Regions from separate parts of the Oryctolagus cuniculus genome. Here region 1 is linked to region 2. A link is a contact called in public Micro-C data. All regions are on one chromosome and are shown on one strand. Each heading gives the region's core, a stretch centred on a gene start, on an enhancer-like site or on the middle of the called end of the contact. The rest is flanking DNA. Distances are from core to core; before and after follow the strand shown. Region 1 overlaps LOC103350930 (a long non-coding RNA gene). Region 2 overlaps LOC103350930 (a long non-coding RNA gene).

The links. A called contact is a pair of places that touch in the nucleus more often than the background predicts.
Region 1: a Micro-C map of ear pinna shows a contact between it and region 2, with 2.0 times the contacts expected there. The contact joins two enhancer-like sites. A contact is called at or near these places in 5 of 6 Hi-C or Micro-C datasets (ear pinna, embryonic fibroblasts, liver and 2 more).

The regions. Positions count from the first base shown.
Region 1 is chr13:54,260,049-54,265,161 of mOryCun1.1, forward strand. All of the region lies in intron 1 of LOC103350930 (a long non-coding RNA gene), which reads right to left. Among named protein-coding and RNA genes, the nearest start is that of TOMM20, 140 kb to the right of the region's middle. Within about 2 kb of position 1,808, at least 4 of the 8 cell types and tissues checked have an H3K27ac peak or open chromatin away from gene starts, as enhancers often do. A contact at or near this core is called in ear pinna, where this site is marked.
Region 2 is chr13:54,183,877-54,188,733 of mOryCun1.1, forward strand. All of the region lies in intron 2 of LOC103350930 (a long non-coding RNA gene), which reads right to left. Among named protein-coding and RNA genes, the nearest start is that of TOMM20, 210 kb to the right of the region's middle. Within about 2 kb of position 3,150, at least 2 of the 8 cell types and tissues checked have an H3K27ac peak or open chromatin away from gene starts, as enhancers often do. A contact at or near this core is called in ear pinna, where this site is marked.

The DNA.
Region 1 (5,113 bases), core at 558-3,057, 75 kb after region 2:
GATGGTTTTAATGTATGCAGGAAGATGTGTGCAGGTTATATGCAAATACTATTCCATTTTATATAAGGGACTTGAGCATCCACCACTTTTGGTACCTGGGAGAAGTCCCACAAACAATCCCCTGAGGATACTGCGGGACAACTGTAGATATGTGCACACAGTGTTCACATACACATGGCATCCAGCATGCACACAGCATAGCCATGCACAACCCAGAAAGGTGTCCTTGCTCTCTGCATAACCTAAAGACTTTGGCAGTTCTTGTTTGCTCCCAAACTTGGCAGGATGGCAGTGCCCGGTGGTCTCAGTGATGTGATGGGCAGATTTATTAAGCTTATGAGACAGAGAGAGGGAGGGAATGAGGGAGGGAGGGAGGGAGAGAGAGAGAGAGAGAGAGAGAGAGAGAGAAGACTGTGCTGTGCAATCATCTCAACCCATGGTTTTGAGTTGCAGATCATCAGGGCCAAGACAGAGGAACTGGTGAGATGGGATCATTTGGTCACAGTCAGTGAGTTCATCTAGGAATCTTCTAGAGCACTGATATGTGTCCTTCTTCCAAATGGTATCTTCTTTGAATTCACCAAAAATAAAAGGAACTCCCAGGCTAGGCCAAACAGCATAAATGACACTTAAGTACACGTATGCAAGATGGGAGCAAAGCCTGCAGGGACAATGCTCCCCAGAGGAATTGTGGCCTGGAAGCAGGTTCTGCCTTCTTGCCCTATTTTTTCCTGGAGGGAGAGAAGACCAGCAGCTGCCTGAAGGCAGATTCAGCCACTGGCTGTCACCCAGGCATCCTCTGCAGGCAGATAGGAACACAGGGGCCCTTTCTCAAGTTTAGCCTGATGCAGATGTTTTCAGGGCCTGAGACAGCCCCCACTCCTCGAGCCAGAGGAACTTTCTGTGCTGTGGCCAGTTCGCTGTGTCACACAGGAATGGCATCTGTTTTCACTTAGGCAGGAACTCAAGCATGCCTCCTGGGAGCATGTGCCCAAAAGAGATCCCAGTTGGCTAAGAGAGGATTAGGTTTCCAGAAGGACACAGCTTTTACCTGGGCTTTAAACACCCGGACGCCAAAGATATGGAGGTCACAGAATGTTTCTTAAAAATCATACCATTTTATGGGAGTGGGCGGTTAGCCTAGCAGTTAGGATGCCTGCCTCCCACATCAGAGTGCCTGCATTTGATTCCCAGCTCTGGCTCTAGATTCTAGCTTCCTGCCCATGCAGGCCCTGGGAGGGAGCCAGGAATGGCTCAAATAATTGGGTTCTTGCCATCCACATGGAAGACTTGGATTGAGTTCCTGGCTCCTGGATGTAGCCCTGACCCAGCCCCAGCCACTGCGGGCAACTGGAGGGTTAAGCAGCAGATGGAAATGTCCTCTCTCTCTCTCTCTCTGGCTCTCTCTCTCCCTCTCAAATAAATAAATAAATAAATGAAAGTAAGTCATACCATTTTAAAAGATTTGCTTGTTATGAATCCCGCCTAAAAGCCAATTAATCAAACATAGACCCACTGAGAGATCTGCAATGGCTGATTTATTGTTTTAGATTGGGCTTTTCAGAGAGATTTTGAAGGAGTAGGGGGTGGTTCCGGGGGAGGGGGAGAGCTAGTCAAAGACCAACTCCTTAAAAGCATGGGCAAAATTCCCTTTTCTGTTACCAGTTTTTCAAAAAAAAAAAAATGACAAAGTCACACAAGAGAGGAAATGAAAAGGGAAATTTTTAGACTTCTCATCTGTCCAGAAAGCCCCGGTCTGTTTCAGAACCCGTCAGGGTAACTGTCGGGCCTGCGGTCGCAGCCCTGCAATCCCGGGAGGCCTTTCGTCAGCGGCCATTATATCAATAAGGAAGTACAATCACCAAACCACAAGCCAGCTTCTCTTCTAAGCCCACATGTTGCTTTAGAGGGTTTTTAAACAAGAGACTTTCCTGTTTTTGAAACCTGTGAATCCACAGGTCTTACGGGTTACTCAAATTATCTTATCACTTGCAGCAACCACTGGCATGAATTTCAAAACTGCTTACCCCAGCCTTCCCATCCCCAGGCTCCACAGATGTCCACTTACTCACCAGAATCCTTATTTACAGTATTGTGCTGCCAACTGCTGACACAGAAGGAAAAAAAATGCTAGTTATACATTAAGCTTTACGGTTAAAGTATCTGCGCTAGATGCGACCCAAACACCACTTTATTTGACGACCCGAAGGCAAGATGACCACAGCAAAGGATGTTCAAGTGAGACAGTTTTGCAGTCATTGGAGGGTCAGGCCATTTTTCATGCATATGCACACACACACACACTTGCAAAGGTAGTATGAGAAGTCACCACAGTTCACAGGAAGCTATTCTTATTTATTATAGGATGTGCTGAAAATCTGTTGGAAAAATTTAAGTACAACCAGAAGACATCCCAAACCACCTAAAAGGCTACTGTCCAGGCTTCAGGAAAATCAATGTGGAAAATTGTAAGTGGAGGGCTCCATGGGGGTGTGGGCGGAAGCAGCAAAGCGTCCAATGTAAATCCTCCATGGTATGCAAGTCAGACTTGCTTCACTCTTGGGCAAAGAGAAAGGTTCAGATGAAAGGGTGCATTATAGAACTGATGTGATAAATCCACAAACAGCCTTCCCTCTTTCCTGCTCAGCTCAGCAGCTCGGGAAAGATGTGCCAAATCTAACAACTGCCCCTGATAGCCATCTCCTGGTTTAACTTCTCCCCTGGCCAGTGGCCACTTGGCGTTGCTCAAGCAATGCCTGCAGACTTCTTCATGCGTGCCCTTGCTGGAAACTCCAGCGTCATGAGGCAGACCTGAAGTTGACAAAGGGCTTCCGGAAGATCGTTCACATTCTGCTTTCAGTGAGTGCCCAATCAGAGGGAAGATCAACAACTGGTGAACTTTATTCTGCAGCTACGACCAGTGACCTCTGAGCACAGAACCCACATGGCAATAATGTATCTAGCAGACACTTATCTAATCTCACACTTTTCAGTCTTTTCGGGTTAGAATCAACACTTAGCTCATCAAAACACACACACACACATGCACGCACACACACACACACCTTCCAAAAAGGAACCTGCTCTCAGACTGCACACATGGGTATTTTGTTTATCTTATTTTTTTTCTGCATTCCAATAAATCTACAGGTACAGAAATGTTGAGATGGATACTCTAAAGCCGTTAGGCTGTGGTTTTTATTTTTGAGGAAGAGTTCTTTCAAAATACACAAAATTCTCTCTATTATAAAATGTGGAGTGTGAATGAGGCCACCACACCAAAAAGTGTCAGAAGTAAATCTCTCAACTATCATGACCAGCCTACTGTGGTGTAATGCAATACAGCCATAGGGGAAAATACAATAAAATGAAAGAATTCCAGAGAATTCCAGACATCCCACACAGGCCCAGTAGATATTTTTAATCATAATACTCGTTGGCAAATGATCTACCATGTTTGCATGGAAAGTATTCTATTCTTCAACCATGCTTTAAAAATAGTAACTTCTCCTTTCCTCCTTTGGAAAAGCTGGGGCTACAAAACGAATGTAAAGTAAATACGGAATAATTTCCTGTTCGCTGCAGAGTGCCATAATTAGGACTTGTAGACCTAGACTTCTTGCTTGACTTTAACTGAGTTCGCTGGACAGTTGCTCAACCACTTACTTTGGCTTTATAGACACAGTGTAGATCACAGAGCTTGCCTTTCTCCAGGGGTAAGCATGGCCAATGAAGAAAATGTTGACTCTTCCCTCTGATGCCACCACGGACATTGCACCCCCAGGTCTGGTCCACCAGGCCCATGGGCTGTATGCCCCTTGCCATTCTGGGCCTTCCAACTCCAGCACCAACAAGGACAATAGGTAATGGGTATTTTGGATGAAGGATACCATAGTTGAGCTGTCCATGATTTATGCAAGGTCTCCACTTGGGATCATTCCCAATTCTGTCTGCTCACATCAACAAAGCATAGAGGAAATTAGAATGTAGAGGCAAGTGGAAGACACCACTTTGTGTTTATATCCATGGAAAGCTCCTCATATGACAGAGTGCTCTCTCAATTTTTTTATTTGTAACAAAAGACCCTGAAAGGAATTCAGTCAATGCTAGTTTTGGATGTTGATGACAGTTACCAGGAAGAATAGTTTATAGTTAGGGTGGCTATTTGGCACAGAAGTTAAGATGCTGCTTGGGATGCCTGCATCCCCTACTGGATGCCTCGATTCAGGAACTGGCTCTTCTTCCCATCCCAGCTTCCTACTAATGCACACCCTGGGAGACAGCAGTGATGACTCAAGTTCTTGAGTAGCTGCCACTCATACGGGAAACTAGGATTGAGTTCACTCCTGCAGGTATTTGGGGACTGAACCAACAGACGGAAGATTCTCTCTTTCTCTCTCTCTCTCTCTCTCCCCCTCCCTCCCTCCCTCCCTCCCTCTCTCTGCCTTTCAAATAAACTAAAAAATAAATAAATAAAATTTGAAATAGTCTTTATTTTTTAATGCAAAGAAATGTGAACTTTTAAAACTTTTCCATTTATTTTATTTATTTGTAAGGCAGAGAGACAGAGATCTCGCAGCCACTGATTCACTCCTCAAATGCCCACAATACCTGGGGTTGGGCCAGACCAAAGCCGAGATCTGGGAACTCAATTCAGGCCTCCCATGTGGGTGGCAGGGACCCATCCATCACCTGCTGCTCCCAAAGTGTGCATCAATAGGATGTGGGAATCAGGAGCAGAGTGGAGACTTAAACCCAGCCACTCCAATATGGGCTGTGGGCATCCCAAGCAACCTCTTATTCTTTTGTCAAACACCTGCTCAAGAAACATACTGCCTTTATAGGTATATTCTTCAAGGTATAATCTCCATTGCAGGTATTAGATATGGTAAGTAAATTTTTAAAAGCTCACTTTAAATCTTTATTATGAAAAATCTTCAAACATATCAAAAGAAGAGCATATACCACAATTAATCCCCATATTTCTTACACTGCTGCAAATCAACAGTTACCCAGATTTTTCCACACTTGCTCTAGTTTTTGTCTTTTCCATTTTTAACCCCAGACTTCATATCATTTCACCTCCTCCTACTTCAGTACGCATCTCTGAAAT
Region 2 (4,857 bases), core at 1,900-4,399:
AGTCCTCCCAAGAAGCTGCCTCCAAGGACTGAGAAACGTGGGACCCCAGGGCCCCCATTCTGAGCACTGGCAGGCTGCATGCCCGCTTCCATCCTTGCTGTCAGTCCTCAGGCTGACCTAAAGAGGGAGACTTACATCCCCCCATTCAGTGGATGGGATAACCAAGGTCCCACAGCCTTGTGAGAGGCTAATGGGCAGTACCAGAGAACAATCAATTGTGCCTGCCTCAGAGGACCTGAGAACATAACAGGAGAGACACACAGGAACAGCAAGCTCCCACCACATGAGTACCTTCATGAGAATTATCGTACACGGTGTGTATTAATATGTTTGACCTTCACAGCAAGCCTCTTAGGAGCAGACTGCCAGGATCCGCCACTTTCCATCTGAAGAAATCAACATGCTGATAGGTCATGCAAGCACAGGGCCAGACAGCTGATGAGAAAAATGCTACGCCTGAGTTATTTCCTGTTCATTGCCTGTCTCTCTCACTAGAACGAGGGCAAGGGTTGACCCCCATGTCTTCAGTGCCCAGTGGAGCACCTGGCATATAGTAGGTGCTCAGTCAATATTTCTGAATGAATGGATGACTGAGCCATGACTGAAACCCAGCAGTCTTCCAACAACACTACAAAACAAATATTGATCAAGAAAATAACTCGAGAAGCGGGCATTGCAGCACAGAGGGGTTAAGCTGCCGCCTGTGACAGCAGTATACCATATCAGGGCACCAGTTTTGAGTCCTAGCTGTTGCACTTCTGATCCAGCTCCAGGCTAACATGCCTGGGAAAGTAGCAGAAGATGGCCCAAGCGCTTGGGTCCCTGCCACCCACTTGGGAGACCTGGATGGAGTTCTAGGCTCCTGGCTTCGACCTGGCCCAACCCTGACTGTTGCAGCTATTAGGGGAGTGAACCAACAAATGGAAGATGTATTTCTGTGTCACTCTGTCAAATAAATAAATATGTCTTTTTTAAAAAAAAAGAAAGAAAGAAAAGAATGAAAGAGTCGTCACAAGGTAACAGATAAGCACATTTCAGTTGGGTCTAGGGAATGAATTAAATTTCAGTTAGATCTGAGGAAGACCAAGAGGGCTATAGACACCAGGGCGGATCAGTTAGAAAGATCCGAAATCATCTCTATGACCTGGGTCTGATCAAGACCAGGGTTAGCTCTCTGGGGCCGTCCCCACATACCAGACACCATAAACCGCCTGGGAAGGACAAAGGGGGCTGCAGTGCTGGCCAGCCAGGGTTCCTGCACGGCGAGATGATCCCTAATTTTCCCAGAAAGCCAGTGCAGGTGGTTTTTGTCATTTCTCTGGCTCCTGCTCCCTAGGCCGTGACTTAGAGGCTGCAGGTGCAATGGGGCCGCCCACAGCTACCGCCAGAGCTATGCGTCAGCCCCCCTGCCTGGATCCCTTAGCAAAACTCAGCCCCTTGAGCCATGGGAAATGCTGGGCTTCACGGCTGGCTGGCACTCTCCCTCCATGGTGAGAAGCCTTAGGCTCTCCTCCTCCAAGATCTGAAAGGAGAAGCCAGGGCAGAGTGTCTCCTCCCTCACCTGCAGGGGCCCTGCACACACCTGAACCAGGTTCCTCTTGGGCTGCAGCAGGAGACCCCCCTCCTGGGTTGCTGCTGCAAGGTGAGTTCTGACTCTGACCACCTGGGATGAACCTGAAATCACATTGTCTTAACAAGCTTCCAGGGGAAGCCCCTGCCCGCTGCCGGTTCCTGGGCCACACTCTGGAAATCTAGGCAGCAACGGTTCATTTTTTTTCTATTTTTTTCTCCAAAACTTAGTCTTCAATGAATGTTGAGGAAGGAAATAGTTATAAACATGTTCAAAGACTGGAGATCTACAAAGGTGGTACGGTTTTCACCTGTTCAGTAGGGACCTACTATGTAGAAAGGGACAATGGGAATTGAGGTGGACACCTGCCCTTGTGAGAGCTGTGACCACAGGGAGGACAGCTCACCTGAATCTGCTTTCTGCTGTTCTACCTAAGACTGGATGAAATCTGCTTCCTCCAGGTGGGGACACTGGGAAAGCCGAGAGCAGGGCGCCAGCACCAAGCAAGGGCCTTCCTGCTGCATTTTAACATGGTGGAAGAAAGCCCATGGCAAGACAGAGCAAGGGCGCCAGCTTGGGTCTTTCTCCTTCTACTTACAAAGCCACTAACCTTATTATGGGGTCCCACCCTGACGACCTCATCTAATCCTCATTACCCTAATTACCCCCCAAAGGCCCCACCGAGAAATGCCATCAAAATATTTGAATTTGGGGACCAAATTTCCAACATTTGCACTTTGTGGGGAGACACAGTCCAGCTATAGCAATGAGCACTCCCAGTGCAGGGACCGGGTGCCTGGGGGCTGAGGGAAGACGGTCCAGACACTGAGCCTGATGGATGGAGGGGGTGTGTGGGAACCCCCTGCCCAGGACCCTCCTCAGCTGCTCTCACCTGGGCCCATCAGTCCCACCCTTGCACGCCTCCCGAATAGTGCTCCCGAATCATTTTTGTCATTTGTCACGGCCCTGTTAGGGAAAGATAATATTTTTTTGTAGAAGGTGAATAGGGAAAGCAGTTCGCAGCCAGAGGGCTGAGGGGATTGCCACCCCCTCACACCCCTAACCCCCTCTGGCACACCGCCGGGACCTGTGCCCCAAACCCCCTCTGACAGGTCCGCTCAGAGAGGCCCACCGCACCACACTAGCAAAGTGCTGTCTGATTTTCAAGTCACTTTCACTTGTTTTCTCATTCGAGTCTCGCCACCACAACGGGCACTATTAACCCTGTGTTACTGGTGGGGGTGGGGGGGGGGGGGAGAGACATGAGATGACTCAGCAGGGCACACGGTGGGTGAGTCAGCACGAGGTGGGTGGGCAGAGCTATGGAACGGCATCCAGGGCCCAAAATAGGTTGAGCTTGTATTGCCACAAAGTTTTAAAAAGAAAAAAAAAAAAAGCCGGTGAGGCGGAGGTACCACCCTTCCGGGGTAGGGGAAGGAGGCTGTCCGATCCTCCTGTCTTCCTGTTTCAATGGTTTTTCCATCGAAATCTCCACATTGGCTGCCACTGCTCGGGATTCTGAGAAAGTCTGTGACTCTGCTCAACAGGGAAAAGCTTGCTTTCCGGCGGTGCAGCAGGAGCCCTGGAAATGGAGCAGTCAACAAGGCAGGAAGACACGGGGACACAACCAAGAAACATTTGACTCCGAGAGAGTGGAAGCGATCGCAGGTCCAGGATGCTCGCCAGACTGCTCTGCAGCTGCATCAACAAGAGCTAGAGGGAAGAAATCAAGAGCGTACAGGAGGCTTTGGCCTCGGCTCCCAGGCACCTAAATCAGCCAGGCTTTGGAAGGAAGCCACTTCAAATGTTCATGTTAAAACAATGCTGCAATATTTCTTTGTTTCCACTGAGGTTTCCACTGAATAACAGCTGTCAACAACTCAGGAAGACGGGGGTCTGGTCCAAGTCTTTCTTCTTTGCAAGTGTTCTTTTATAAACATTATATTGCTCTTTTCAGCAAGGGCAAAATAAAGGCATGTACAATCACTCCGGAGGGGCCAAATATTTCTGCATATGTTCGTGCCTTTGTTGTGTGACTACATGTGAGAGGTCAAACAAAGTTCCTATATTAAGAAAAGAGCCTTCTTGAATGTATCGTTGAAGGAGGAGGTTATTTGAAACACCTTCTACGCTCTGCTAGAAGGCTTCTTGGGTCTTTTCTAGAGTTTCAATAGAAAGAGAAGCGGCTGCCAGGGGCTGTGGGGAGGGAGGAAGGGGAGGCAGTGTTGAATGAGCGTGGAGGCCCAGCTTGGGAAGATGAAAAGGCTCTGGAGATGGCTGGCGGCGATGGCTGTGGAGCGATGTCAGTGTGCTGCATGCCACCAAGCTGCACACTTACAAGGTGTATGTTTTAAGTTATGTATAGTTTACCATAATAAAAATCATGCCAAAAGTGTTTTCAGAAAAAATTTTTTAAGAAAAAGTCATCCTGCTGAAAAGAATCTAGGGCCGGGTGTTAGGCCAGCACTCCGATTGCATACCTCCCATATCTGAGTGCCTGGGTTCGAGTCCCAGCTCTGCTTCTGAAGCTAGGATCCTGCTAGTTCACCCTGGGAGCCAGCTAGTGAAGCTCATGGAGTTCGGTCTCTGACACCCGTGCGGGGGACCTGGATGGAGTTCTGGGCTCCTGGCCCCCACCTGGCCCAGTCCCAGCCTTTGCAGGCATTTGGGGAGTGAACCAGTGGATGGAAGATGTCTTCCTGTTTGTCTTTCTCCCTCTACCATAAAATGAAAAAGAAATACACAAAGAAAAAAAAACAAGTAAACTTAACATCTTCATTTTTTTAAAATCTAAGAGGTTTTACAAGCTTATTATGCTTGATATTTAAGACTAGCTCATTTGATTTTACCTAACCACTAACCCTGCTTTCAAAGTTCCTGATTTGCCGAGTCTACTCACGAGCAGTAGACACCCTGGACTGCTGTGTCTCCCAGGCCCACCCCCGGCCAGGCCCCCACCTGAACAGCCTTCCATCTGAGCTGCAGTGGCACATCTCTGTGTGCAGAGTCCCCTCCCCTGGACCGTCCCGGGTCCTCTGCAGACATTGTTCCCACCCCGGCCTCTCACCCAGCCAGCTATATCCACCACCCAGGGCTCAAAGCCACCTGAACTGTGAGATCACAGCGAGAAGTCAAGAACCAGTTCTTCAAACTCTGCTCAGCCAGCCACAGCTTGGTGAAAACACACAGCCCCACTCACAGCGTCTTGAGATGGTCCGCAGTGAGCTGGCAGGCTGGCCGTGGCCCTGGGGGCACAGTTGCTGGGCACGGCAGCCCTCACCTGCTGT